Linked DNA regions of Mus musculus: region 2 is linked to region 1. A link is a contact called in public HiChIP or PLAC-seq data. All regions are on one chromosome and are shown on one strand. The core of a region is the stretch at or near the end of the contact, and the rest is flanking DNA. Distances in the headings are between cores, read along the strand shown. Region 1 holds the start of Suv39h2 (suppressor of variegation 3-9 2). Region 2 overlaps Frmd4a (FERM domain containing 4A).

Region 1 (6,986 bases), core at 3,093-5,592:
TGTAGAACAAGCACTTTACTTACTCAAGCCATATCCCCAGCCCATCAAATTATAAGTTTGCCAATGCATGACCCATGTAAAGGTGTGTAAAGGATATAACCAAATATAGAAATAGGAGAACCACAAGTCCTGGGATCATAACCAAGAGTCTCTTTTACGGGGATGCAGCTCCATCAATGAGGGCTCTACTTTTGTGACCCAGTTACCTCCAAAGGCTCCTTCCTAAGTATACATATTGAAAAGTGGAATTTTAACATGTGATTTAAGAGATGAGAGGATACAAGCATTCAATCGATATTTCATTATAGGTTGATAGCTTTGACATATGTAAAAATTCTTAAGTGCTAAAAGGAAAATCAAAACAGGTTATTTGGGAAAAAAAGTCAAGTTATCTAAAATGACAGTGAGTGAACATTATAATATCTATACCTGTCTTAGGGTTTCTATTGCTGCGATGAAACCTCATGACCAAAACAACTGGGGAAGAAAAGGGTTTATTTGGCTTACACTTCCACATCATTGTTCATCATCAAAAGAAGTCAGGACAGGACAAAAACTCAAACGAGGCAGGAACCTGGAGGTAGGAGATGGTGCAGAGGCCGTGGAGTGATGTTGCTTATTAGCTTGTTCAGCCTGCTTTCTTATAGATCTAAGGACCACGAGCATGGGATAGCACAACTTGCAAAGGGCTGGGCCCTTGCCCATCAGTCACATCATTGAGAAAATGTCCTACAGGCTTGCCTACAGACTGATCTTATGGAGTCATTTTCTTAATTGAGGCTCTGTCCTCTCAAATGACTCTAGCTGGTGTCAAGTTGACATAAAGCTATCCAGCACAATATCCAACAAATGCTACTCTTCATCTGCTTTAATTCATTATTACGTCATGAGCCTCACCACAGATCTGAGTAGCAACGCTGGGTAGAGAGTAATATGATGTATATTGTTTTTGTTTTCTAGTAGTGAAATAGATTTTAGAGTTTAAATTTTTCTGTGTTACATAGTCTCAGTTCTGAATAATTGGTGAATCTTTGTTTTGTTTTGTTTGTTTTGTTGAGACAGGATTTCTCTGTGTGTAGCCCTGGCTGTCCTGAAACTTGTTCTGTAGACCAGGCTGGCCTCACTCACAGAGATCCCCCTGTTTCTGTCTCCTGAGTGCTGAGGTTAAGGGTATGCAGCACTGACCACTTAGTGAATTTGAGACTAATATTCAGATTATTTTTTTGAACTTATATTTTTGTCAACTTAATATTTTAAGTATATTATATGCTTATTTAAATTCACTTTTTTTTTTTTTTGGCTTTTTCAAGATAGGGTTTCTCTGTATAAGCCCTGGCTGTCCTGGAACTCACTTTGTAGACCAGGCTGGCCTCGAACTCAGAAATCTGCCTGCCTCTGCCTCCCGAGTGCTGGGATTAAAGGAATGCGCCACTACCGCCCCACTAAATTCACATTTTTTAAAAAAAGATTTATTTATTTACTTATTAGATTTATTTATTTATTATATGTAAGTACACTGTAGCTGTCTTCAGACACCCCAGTAAAGGGCGTCAGATCTCATTACGGATGGTTGTGAGCCATCATGTGGTTGCTGGGATTTGAACTCAGGACCTTTGGAAGAGCAGTCAGTGCTCTTAACCGCTGAGCCATCTCTCCAGCCCTAAATTCACCTTTTTAATCTAGTGTGCAGTGTACTCTATTTCTCAGAGAACATTCAAGTTGGAAAAGACAGGCTCCGCAGTTCAATCACATTTTCAGCAATGGTCATGAAAATTGAGGCGTATCCTAATCTGTTCCTTCTACCCCAAAGAGCATGATGCCTGCCTGCACCCCCACCCCACCCCCCGCCAGCAACTTCTGATTTTCTTCTTCCAAATCAATCGATAGCTGATGTTTACCATGACCCTCGGTTGAATCTCAGGACCTTTACCTTCTTACAAATTCTTTTGACCAAGCAGTATGGCCTTGCCCTGCAGTCTAGGTTATTTAGGAAGCTGAGGCAGGAGGGTCATTTGAACCCAGGAATTCAGAAATAGCCTGGAAAACTTGAGGTGATCCTGTCCCTTAAAAAAGTAAAGTTGATAATCCAAAGAGCTTTTGTTTATAATATATACAACTTCTTAGACAGTTAAAGAGTTTTCAAGTTATTCAATAGATTTTTAAAATAATTTTATTTTGTTTTGTTTTGTTTTTTTGAGACAGGGTTTCTCTGTGTAGCCCTGGCTGTCCTGGAACTCACTCTGTAGACCAGGCTGTCCTTGAACTCAGAAATCCACCTGCCTCTGCCTCGCGAGTGCTGGGATTAAAGGCATGCGCCGCTATGCCCGGCTAAAATAACTTTAAAATGTAAAAAGTAATTGAGCACGTTCTTCATGGGAATAGCATCTTTATAAAAACTTTTGAAACAGAAGCTCTAGCAGGAAGTGTTTGGTATTGTGTATTCTTTTCAAGCCTCTTAACATCTTGCTTGACCAGGAGATAGCTATGTTTTAATATATACTTTCCTCTGTTAGGATATGATACATGTTGTATGAGTTCTGGAAAATTACAGTACATCCATGAGAAAAACCACAGAGATCAAATGACAGGGCATTCCTGGAATCCGGGAGAAAGTGCTTGGTGCCATTCAGCGAGGAGGACATGTTCTGAGAGGTGTGTTTTGTGCAGGTTAGTGTGTAAAGATCACAGAACACTTGCAGAGCTGCTAACCATGTCACCAGGAGACAAAGTTGTTACACAGGGAAGACTGGGGTTCTGTGTTCATGGGTTTCCTGAGAGGCTTCGGGCCTACTCTTCTACACTCTGAGAATAGAGAGTAGACACTGAGGAAGGTTGGAGTGGCTGGCTCTACTCTATGCCCTAGAATTAAGAAAAACAAGGGAGCCAGGCAGTGGTGGCACATACCTTTAATCCCAGCACTCGGAAGGCAGAGGCAGGTGGATTTCTGAGTTCGAGGCCAGCCCTGGTCTACAAAGTGAGTTCCAGGACAGCCAGGGCTACACAGAGAAACCCTGTCTAAAAAACAAACAAAAAAACACAGAGCCTTGGATCTATCAGACAACTGCTATTCCACCAAGCTATCCTCTGCTTCCAGCATCCTTTGCCAATTTTTAAAATAAAACTTAGCAAGACCAAAAATATTTGTAAGACTCTACCCTGACCGTTTTTTGACAAAAGCTTTTAAAGAAGAGCTAGAGAACAAAGCCAGACAGAATGCCTGAGTGGCCTCTGAAGAAGTAACATTTGAGTTAAATCTAGTCACGTGAGAGGGAGCAGCACATGAAGGGGAGTCAGTCAGTTCTTTGATCTAGACCGTGATTTCCAGTTTAAAGTGTTTATTGGGGGAGAAGGGAGCTTTGGCTAGCACCTGTAATTCCAGCTCACCAAAGTGGAAGCAAAAGGGTCAGGACTTGAACATGCTTCTCAGACAAAGCAAGTCTGAGGCTTGTTTCATTTTCTGTTTTAAAGTCTCCTTAGCTGGGTGGGAAGTGGCTGGAAGGGGAGCAATGGAGAGGTCAAGGCAGCTAGGCTGTTTTGGCTGAAGAGAAGACAGGCAGTATGTGCTTGTGAATAGCATTGACATGACTGGCTTACAGAATTGCCGATGGTCTTTTGTGTATAATGGTTCCTCTTACAAGTTTTCAGATTTACAGTGGTAAAACCGAGAACGACCTGACTCTCCCCAAGCATATATGGCTAAAACCTGCCCTCAGCTTAAGTCTGTTAATGTTAGTAAGTCCTTGTCCTAAGTGTACCTTTTACGTTTGCCTTAACTAAGAGGGTTCTTGGCGGGGTTGGTTGGATTCTCACAATTGTCAGGCTTTTCCTTTGAGTCCAGCTGCTACATGGCCACATCAACTCATCAGAATCTCTTTGAGTGGTTTAAACAGACAGCACCTCTCCAGGTGAACCCAACATGCAGTCAAATTTTAAGATCCTGAGTCCTGGTGGTGTGGAGTGAAAGGAAAAGTAGTGGGGCTTCGTTGGGTTGAAGTGCTGAGGAACAAGAGTGGGAAAGGAGCTACCTGCGCACACTAACCCCGCACAGCCTATTTTGCGTTTTGTGGCGGGCACGTCAGGTCTTTGTGAAGCGACTCAGGGGACCGCATGAAGAATCATGGCAAGCGACCTCCGAAGTCAAAGCGAGTAACAAGCCAGCGACGGGCAGGGCCAGTTTCCACGGAAGGCCCCGCCCCTTCCCGCCCCCACCGTGCGGCGCAGGCGCGGTAGCTACCACCGCAGGGGTCGGTCTCCGCTGACGTCAGAACGCCTCGCTCCTCTCAGCCTCCCCGCTCCGGAGTCCCTGGCGGGCCGGGGCGGGGCGTGTGGCCAGCTGAGTTCTTCGGGCTGACCGCGCCAGTTTGAATGAAAGCTCCGCAAGATGGCGGCGGCCAGGGCCAAGGCACGGGGCAGTGAGGCAGGAGCGCGGTGTCACCGGGCTCCAGGTCCGCCCCCGAGGCCCAAGGCCAGGCGAACGGCGAGACGCCGCCGCGCGGAGACCCTGACGGCGCGACGCTCGCGGCCGTCTGCGGGCGAGAGGCGCGCCGGCTCCCAGCGAGCGTGGTCCGGAGCTCCGCGGGCCGCGGTCTTTGGCGACGAGTGTGCACGAGGTGCCTTATTCAAGGGTGAGCAGGAAAGCACACGCGCTGCGGCGGTAGCGGTCGCCACCTCCGAGCCGGGGGTTGGGGGTGGTGGCGGGGCTGAGGTGCGGTGCTGGAGAAAGGGAATCCCCTGGTGCCTGCGTTCGAGCGGGTCTGGCCTCGCCGTGAAGCGCCTGCACACGCAGCCCTGAGCTCCGGGAAACTTTGGGGGGCCCGGCTGGAACTTGCAGGTTATTTCTGTGGATGCTGAAGCCGGGGCACGCAGTGCGCGTGCGTGCGCTCGAGTCGCGCGCCCTTTGAAAGTCTGGGTTGTGCAAAGCCTTCTGGAATGAAAAGGTTGTTCTCCAGCTCTTTCCTCCGCTCCACCCAGATGGTGACACTATTATTCCCGTAGGTAGCTCTTGCCTCCTTGAAGCGTGGTGGGGATGGGATGGTGGAATGGTTTTTATAAACGGGATGTTATAATCTAGACAATGAGGCGTTTTCCTCTCATCATTTTTGGCTGTGGGATTTTGTAAACCAAGTGTTGGCAATTTTTCTTTTTAACATTTCGAGATGCCCCCAAAATGTAGCATTTCTGTTGCGAGGGGCGGTGCATTGTAATTACACGTAACGCTTCGTTATGACGTTTTCATACGAATATATGTACGTTGATCCTCCGATTCAACACCACCCTCCATTATAGTGTTGTGTTTTCAGATTCTCAGCTAGGGGTAAAAATTGAAAAGATAAATAAAACAGCAAACAACTTGGTTACATAAACAAGAGGACTCTCCTTTGCAGATGATTAGCATAAGGAGATTAGCATTAAGACAAAACAGCCTTAAGATTTTTAGAAGCGATTTATGAGACGTTTTTTACAGCTTTCTTGTCTCCAAACCGCCACACCTAAGCAAATAAATGTATTCTGGCAAATTTGAAGGAAAGTCTTTTTGCAGGTGCCAGAAATATGAGTTGTTTGCAGTCACTGGAGTTCGGAAGCTATCCTCACTGGTTTCTGACAATGAAGTCCTTACTGGGAAGGATGAGGAAGGACTGCGGGGAAAATTTGAGCGGTTACGCTGTCCCTTCCTGGAAACTTACCTTAAAAAGGTTTTTGCCCACCACTTCGGAGAACTAAAGACAGCTTGATGAGTTAGAGATACATTTTCTTTGGTCACCTCTGTTCTCAACAAAACACACTTTTTTCCAGTGAATCCCATACACAAAAAGATTGGGACTTTCCCAAAGTTGTGTAGCTAGGTGACCCACCAACGGGTAGAGCAGAGGACTTTTGATCATCTTGTATTTATCCTGATAGTAGGGGTAGTGAAGTTTGTTACATTTTTCTAGACATCAGTTGTGTGATTATATTTTTAAATCCAGGATGTAATACAGTTCATTTCTGGCCTCCGTACGGGTATTGTTTAGTATGTCTGATTTTCAAGTCTGGCTTATGGAATATTTCCACCTTGTATTCTGTTTTGTAACTGCTGGCTTGAAAACTGTAGGAAACAAGTATTACAAAGCTCACTATGCTCTCCACTTAAAGTAGAATTCTCTGGCTTATGCATGATGAAAATACATTTTACCATGCACAAAATAAATGAAGCTAAAATCTCTCGACTTTTTACAAAATGGAAAAAGTAGGATATGGATTTCATATTTAAATTCTTATCATCTGACTAAAAGAAGTGAAGTTACTTTTAAGTTGTGGCCATTTTAGAATATCTTTTAGATATATTTCTAACAAAATGTCTTAGCTGTTTATTAGGAGAACAGTTTTATTCTGTGTAAAAAAATTTACTTCATTTTACCTTCGCATTTATATGTAACCCTAAGAAATTTTAGATGTGAAATATTTTAATTAGCCAAGCAAGAATTAGGCAATGTGGGTAAAAGTGGGATAGATGTCCACTGGAAAGTAAACCAATTTACCAAAACTAGTTCTTTATCCTATAACTTTTTCTTAAACACACATATGTAGCTTCTTGTTATATGTGTTTCTAGACTATAACATTGTCAGTTGAGAGGGTTTTAAGTTTTTGTTTCAGCCTAGTAGCTATTTTATTGGTAAAGAATTCTATTTTCTTATTGTAGCCTGGTGTGTGCCTTGCCTAGTTTCACTTGATACTCTCCAGGAATTATGTAGAAAAGAAAAGCTCACATGTAAATCGATTGGAATCACCAAAAGGAATCTAAACAATTATGAGGTGGAGTACTTGTGTGACTACAAGGTAGCAAAGGTAAGGCAATGTCCAGCCCCTTGGCAGAGACCTGTCCACACTGCAGTGTTTCATGTTTCTCTAACATAAAAAGAGCCTCAATATAAGTGAAGCTCTTCTTGTTTAACGTTGTAAGATATAGAGTTACTCGGTCAACACTGAGGGGATTCTGAACCGTCAA
Region 2 (6,986 bases), core at 1,936-4,435, 930 kb before region 1:
TGAACAATATGTTTCAGCCACAGGATTAAGTCCAAGGTCAGAGGAAAGACTCTGTGTGTGTGTGTGTGTGTGTGTGTGTGTGTGTGTGTGTGTGTGTGTGTGTAAGACAATGGAAGAAAGGAAGTTTAAGAAATAATAAGCTGCCGGAGTATGTGAAGGGCCTTTTGTTTTATGCTGAGGAGTTTGGTCTACAGGGAACACAGATGAGGAAGGGGACAAGGAACAGAGGAGAGGGTGCGCTCGCGAGTGTTTATGAGTGGAGCTGGGGCCAGAGAGTGGTGAATGGATATATTGTAGTGGTTTTATAATGACTCAGGAGAGGGGAGATCCTGAGACAAGATTGTGGGAGCAGACACCTTGCTTGAAGAGACTGACAAATGGTAGATCTGGTTTTGGAAACAGTAATCCTAAGAAGCTCAATGCAGGGGGAGCTGAGACTCTGCAACTGAAAGGAAGTGGGGAGGCAGACTGGTGAGTCAGCCCTCACAGGACAATGATTTTAAAGCCTCACGAGGAAGAGGAAGAGGAGTGATTAGAAAACCACAGGTGGCGCTCCCAGTAACAAAGAGAAAGGCAGCAGAGATCTTTTGAACTCTGGGACATCATCTGAGGGTTCGGAAAAGAACATGGAGAAATGGACAGGACCGAGAAGCAGCCATGACGAAGCTGGTGTGACAGACAGGTGACCCCATGTAAGAGGATCAGAGGAGAAGGCAGGAGACACTGGCCTGGCAATTGGCATCTTCACCTTCCAGCTAACCCTGCAGACCACAGGACCCTGGGCGCTTCATCCCTCCTTTCCTATGCACTAGCATGCAGCCATTTTCCTCAGTATAAAACCCAAACCATGGCCATGCAAAGCCTACAGTTCAGAATCTTCCCGCTGAGTGTTTGCTCCTCCTCTTGGAGTGTGGTCATTTCTACTGGCAAGACAAAAACACTCTAGCTACAGAAGAAACAAAGGACTGTGTTTTGGGTATTATTCTCTGAATAGTTGGCTATCTTTCCAAGTTGGAAGTTGTAGAACTCAGCATTAAAAGAGTTTGGAATCTCTATTGACTAAGCTACAGCCTTGGGAACGGGAAGGGACACAAACCAAATTGTTGCGGACTACAAAAACCATGTTTTCCACAATAAAGAAAGGAAGGAACCACACACAAATACCAGCTTATAATTTCTCTGTGAAATAACAGACATGTTCCACCCTGTCTAGGCAAAAAGATAGCCATAGGTTATCCCTCAAATATAGCCTAGTCTTGGAAGCAAGAAGATAGAATGTTCTATAAATACTTTCTGTTTATGCATGTTAACACTTTTAGTCTATGCATCTAGTCAGTCCGTCACCAGGAAGCCTGGCATTGCTTGTGATTCATTTTACTGGCCAAGTATGCAGATCATCTAGGTAAGTTGGCATATTAATTTCTCATTTTGCAGGGATACTATCCTGGGATCTTCAGTGTGATTGGGTGATTGAGGCAATTTGGGGGTGGGGCTCCAAAAAAGCATCCTGCATTTTCAGGTTGTAATACGGTTTCTACTATTAATGCAGTACATTAATTATTAAAGGTTTATTAACTGTTCAAGTGCCTGTTTAGTTCTTTGTTTGCTTATTATGAATGTGGGTACGCTTGTGCTATGCGGGGGTCAGGGGACAACGTAGGGGAGTCAGTTCTCTTTTTCTACCACCTTTGAGTCCTGAGGATCAAACTCTGGACTTTGGACACGAAGGGCCCTCACCTGCTGATTCATCTGAAGCCCGTAACAGGAGTTTTCCCTTTCCCTTTCGATGCTAAGTAGCAGTTAACATTACTAGACAATATGATCTTCATCAGTTTCAATTTTACCTACTCTAGAAGGCCTGTGAGTTTTCTGATCATTTTTGAGAACTGGAGAATTATTTTAGAAAGGTAAGGGGCTGCAACCCACTAGCACAAAGCCCAAATCATCTTTCCTCTCTTCCTTCCTTCTTCCTCTATTTTAATGCCTCTTAATGTACTGAGACCCAGACACAGCCTCAGGCTTTCTCATTATCTCCCGGTTATTTTCCCTCACGCCCCCATTACATCACTGGGCACCCCCATTCCCATTAACTACCTTTTTTTTAAAATAAACGTTTCCCTGTTTCCAGTAATGATGATGGCTAGGGTCATGTGTTTTCCTGCACGAGCTCTCTCTGAAAGGCTGGGGTGACTTTTACAAATATGTCAGCTAATGTTTGTCCCCACTGTCCTCCTTTCTATGACATTTCAGCATTATAAGGGAAAATGTATGACTTATTTTATGTCTACATTTCTTCTTAGACCCCTAACATGTTCTAAATCTCTGCAGAGTTAGTATTGTTGATCCTTCCAATGTCAGAAGAGCAGATCAGAGACAAAATTTCTTATTGAAAAAAATTAACATTCTGTCTATCTATCTACCCATCCATCTATCTATTCATCCATCCATCCATGCATGTGGGGAGAGCCACACACTCTGCATGTATGTGAGGGTCAGCAGTCTCCTGGAAGCTAGTGCTCTCTTCCAGTTTGTGCCCCAGAGATGGAACTCAGGCTATCACGATTGATGGCAAGCACCTCTACCCACTGACCCACCTCATGGACCCCTCGTGTCTTTTGCTAAACACCTTGCACACCTTTTGCATCTCAGGTGCTTCGTAGCTGTTCTCTCATGCAAGCCTCTGAATGTGACTTCGCTTACTGAAGCTAAAGCTAAGAGAGATTTGGGAGCTCACTACAGGTCTTACAGTCAGAAGGTGGAAGACCTGGCTAGATAACAAACCCAGAGAAGATGCCACAGTGTACACTGTGTTTGTCACACTCTGATGCATCGTGTAAATACCTGCCACAAGGCAGGGATGTTTGCCTTGGTCCAGTAGGCAAGGCTCCTCAATGTGAATATCTTCTCACTGATAAAAGTGATCTCTACAGTTCTTTCATTGCTATAATGCTCTCTCCCCAAAATGTTCAATGGTTCAATCACATGCAGATATATTGTGCAGGCTGCCCTGAGCTCTGGGTGCACCCTGAGGCCCTCACAGTCATAGCTGTGGCTCTTAACATCGTCTGTCACCTTCTGCACATGTCTCCACACTCTTGCCAAGTCTTGCAGGCTACATCTGTGCCACTGGTCACTCTATAGTTCTTCTGTTACCAAACACTCAACGGACCCAATAAAGGGGGATTGAGAAGGCAGAACACTGCCTCACATTGTGCTCAGCTCTGAGTCTGCTTCGTGTCCTCACCACCTCCCCCCTCTCTGCTTTCTCTCTCTGAGCAACACAGAAATAAATATTGGATATTTACTGGAGGGTGGTCAGAGGCAGCCAGGAAGTGAGCAAGCCAGCCCTGAGTTACCCAGCTTGTGTAGGTGTGTCACTCAGATCCAGATGGCTCTGCACTCTTTGGGTCCCTAGTTTGGATTCGTCTCTTTACAGGCATGTGGGGAGAGCGTTAATTGTGTGTTTTACGATTATGAATGGCACAGCCTGGAGACGCTCCCATTCTGATTTCCATTTGCCGCCATACAGCATCAATCTAACTCCCCATTACACATCATTTTTTTTTTTTCATGCACTGCTCATTCAATAGGGACAAAGAAAGGCAAGGACATCGACAGATCAGGCAAATTCTGGTGGAAATGGTGGGGAGCAGGCATGAAGTTATAGGGGAAATGTTAGCTGATTCAAGTGGGAAATTATTGCTCAAAACAAAGTGTCATGGCTCTTGCCTGTAAGCCTAGCATTTGGGAAGCTGAGACAGGGGGGTTATGAGTTTGAGGTCACTGCAGGCTACATAGCAAGTCCAAGGCCAATCTGGACTACAGAATGAGACCCTGTTCCAAAAACAAAAACTTATTGTTTGAAGGCTTAGTATATTGCACCATAATAATGACTCCTGGTCGTGACGTCATCTCTAATGAGGCCTCTGTAGATCAATGTTGGAGCATGGCTTCATGCTCTGCTTGTTCAAGACCCTATAAAGTTCCCATCAGCAGCAGTGGGTCATATGTACTCAATGTTAAATGGACAAAAGTATGCAGGAGAGGCCAGTCCTGTTTGGTAACGGACCTGAGTTCAAGTCCCAGAGTCTGCATTTAAAAAAAAAAAAAAAAAGCATGCCCTTGTATTCCCAGGGCCAGAAAGACAGAGACGTGGAAGGACCCTGAGGCTCACTGACCAGGCTACCTTAGCCTACCTAAAGATTCAAGAACACTAAGATACATCTTATCCAAAAGAAAGTGAATGGATCCTGAGAAATGGTGAGAGGATGTCTTCTGGCCCACACATGTGCATGTATCAGTGCCCACACCTACCCTCCCTCCCCAAGTATGCAAGAACCATGCACTGGCAAATACATATGAAAACAGGCACAAGAAGGAACATGCAGATGTGCTCAGAGTTAAAGCCAGAGGCTATAGTATACCTGCCAATGCTTCTGACTGTGGACAACAAATTTTTGCTCCTCTTATATCATGAACACCTGGAATACCACTTTCAATAAAAATCCAAAAAATGCTGCCTAGGAGAGAAATGACACTTCCCTCCAGTGAGATCCTATGCCCGATGGCTCTGACATAGAGCCAGCTTCCATGACTGTGGGGAGATTACACATGCAGTTCAAACTGAGACCACCAGCTCATCTGTTTTTTTGTTGGACTATTTGGTAGTAATAAGGCCATTGGTAACTCAGGTCCCATAACCCTGTGACCCATCATCAACCGTAGCTTGAATCCTTAAGCAGGAATTTCTATTTTCAAGGTAAGGATTTCTTCAGAGAGTGGGGTACCCAGTTTTTACCAATACCCTTAAGAATCAGAAAGAAGACATATAGCCACTGGCGTCTAGAATAAGCATCATGGAATTTGATAATCACTGAACATCAGTTCTGCTCATTTTCTGTAAAAGATGACCTATATCGGTAGGTCTAGAACAATGTTTCTGGTAGTGGACCTGGCTCCCTTTAAGAGCAGGCTTGTAAAAGATATGCTCAGCCTAGGGATGGAGTAAGGGGTGGCCAAGGAGAGAATTGGCGAATTCAGTTGCTGGAAAGAGTGGCATCACCAGCTGTGTTCTCATTGATTCTGTCCAAACAAGCAGTGGAGTTACCTGGCCTTCCTGTGGAATACTGATGCTGCAGCCCACAGCTCCCACAGACACTACTGCACCAGTTCTTAACTGGTGTTCTTAAAGAGAGCTATTCTGGGGAAGACAAAACCAGAAGTGGACAACATTCTCAATGTGCTTTCTTCTAAATGAATGCTGGAGTAACACTCAAATCGCTCCCTTCCCCAGCAAGCTGGATTTTAGGAACCCCTTTCTCCAGGTTCCCACGACTCTAAGATGTTGCCCAGGGTAGAGAGGTTTCTAGAACATTCTACAGTTGGTTCCTCCCCTCGTTGTTCATGCTGCAGGCCTCTCTTTACAGAGATATCCAGAATCTCCTTTTGTTCCTTTTTATTATACCTCTAGAGAGTATTACACAGCACAGGACCAGACATGAGCAAGGTAGAGATGGATGGATCCAGGAGGAGAACCTTAGGGATATCACAGGCAATATAGGCCCGAGTTGTCTACAAGCCTGGCAAGGTAGGGAAGCCAGTCCCTCTTTTTCCTTCAGTACAAACAGAATAGTGTCTAGGATATAGGCTGAATAGGCCCTTCTATAAGGCCCCAGACGTCACCTCCAATTGAGATGCTAGGAAAGTTCTCAAGAGACACAAAGCAGGGGTTTCTAGAACAAGTTTTACTAACATATCTGATAATAGTAAGAAGAAAGGAAGAAACCGAGAGAAAGAACTGAAGAATGAGGAAAGAAAAGGATTATTCAGGGCTAGTGGTGAATGCCTACAATCCCTGCTACTCTGGTAGACGACGCAGGAGGACCACAAGTTCAAGGTCTGCCTGCCTGCCTTAAACAGAGGGTTTAAAGCAGCTCCAGCCACTTGGTAAGACCTTACTTCTAGATAAAAAAGTTAAAGGGGCTAGGTTTCTGTAGCTAAGTTCCCTAGAATTCCTACGACTGTGTGATCGAGCATGCAAGATGTCTGGGTTTAATGCCTAATACTAAAGGGAGGAAGGGGGAGGAGGAGGGGAACAGAAAGAGGCAGAGACAGAAGAGAGCCAGAGAGACTTAAAAAGCTGGTGATGAACTCAGACTTTCTGATGCTGTGTACGGCATGTTTTAAGATAACTTGCTAAGCTAGTTAACTGTTAACATATGTATGTCTCAATTCAACCTACAAAACTAGAATTTTCTCTGGAACAAAACTGTTGTGCTGTAATCTTTAAAGTGTAAATTCGTGATCTCAGGCACCCAGTGAGTATTAGTTTAAATGCAATAAGGATAAGTGTAGAGTTGTAAATGATAAGAATATGATTTTCGAGATATCTGGGAAAAGAGGTCATTAGCATAAACACTGTGAGCACAAGTTCAGCAATTAGAAAGCAAAATTAGTCACAGTCTTTGGGGAGGCCAGCCCACAATTACCTAAAGACAAAAGCCACCCAGCCCAGCTCCTTAATAGACTTCTTGACAGTTTCAGGTCTTCTACTTCCTATCATAGAACAATGGCAACGTTTCTCTCCCTCAGACCAAGGTTGACTCAAGAGAATTCTCCTCGACTACACTTGCCTACCTACCATTCTTCGTGCTTTCCCAAAGCTCCAGGACCCAGACAATGCCTCATCTCTTATCTTGGCCTTGGGCTCTAACTTTGCTGGGACAATTAAATCACTACTGTACACATCTGGTATACAAATCTCATGGATTAAGAAACCAGAAACTTGCTGAACCTCAAGGGGACTCAGTTTCCCCAATGGCAAAATCATACTAATGGCACTAGCCACCTGCTGGGCTACCAGGGGACTTGTCAAGATGTCTAAAATTACCGAGGCCCAGGGCCATAAAAAGAAGTCTTATTAAGCAAATTAGTTCAGGACAAAAACTAAAAGAATAGAGCAACAGTGGTGACAGCTCATAGTTGGT

What was found. HiChIP or PLAC-seq counts read pairs in DNA pulled down with a chosen protein or histone mark.
Region 2: a contact with region 1 is called in a FOXA1 HiChIP or PLAC-seq map of pancreatic cancer cells. The contact joins the enhancer-like site here to the promoter of Suv39h2 in region 1. A contact is called at or near these places in 1 of 39 promoter capture datasets (embryonic stem cells) and 6 of 115 datasets of contacts at active chromatin or transcription factors (astrocytes, bone marrow-derived macrophages, embryonic stem cells and 2 more).

Annotation. Positions count from the first base shown.
Region 1 is chr2:3,472,342-3,479,327 of GRCm38.p6, reverse strand. Suv39h2 (suppressor of variegation 3-9 2) reads left to right here and starts at 4,342. Exons shown (of 6, transcript NM_022724.4): 1 at 4,342-4,625; 2 at 6,681-6,826. The coding sequence starts at 4,382. It also overlaps a transcript of Dclre1c not described here.
Region 2 is chr2:4,403,485-4,410,470 of GRCm38.p6, reverse strand. The region is part of intron 1 of Frmd4a (FERM domain containing 4A); the gene reads right to left. Among named protein-coding and RNA genes, the nearest start is that of Gm23691, 26 kb to the right of the region's middle. Within about 2 kb of position 3,185, at least 51 of the 459 cell types and tissues checked have an H3K27ac peak or open chromatin away from gene starts, as enhancers often do. A contact at or near this core is called in pancreatic cancer cells, where this site is marked.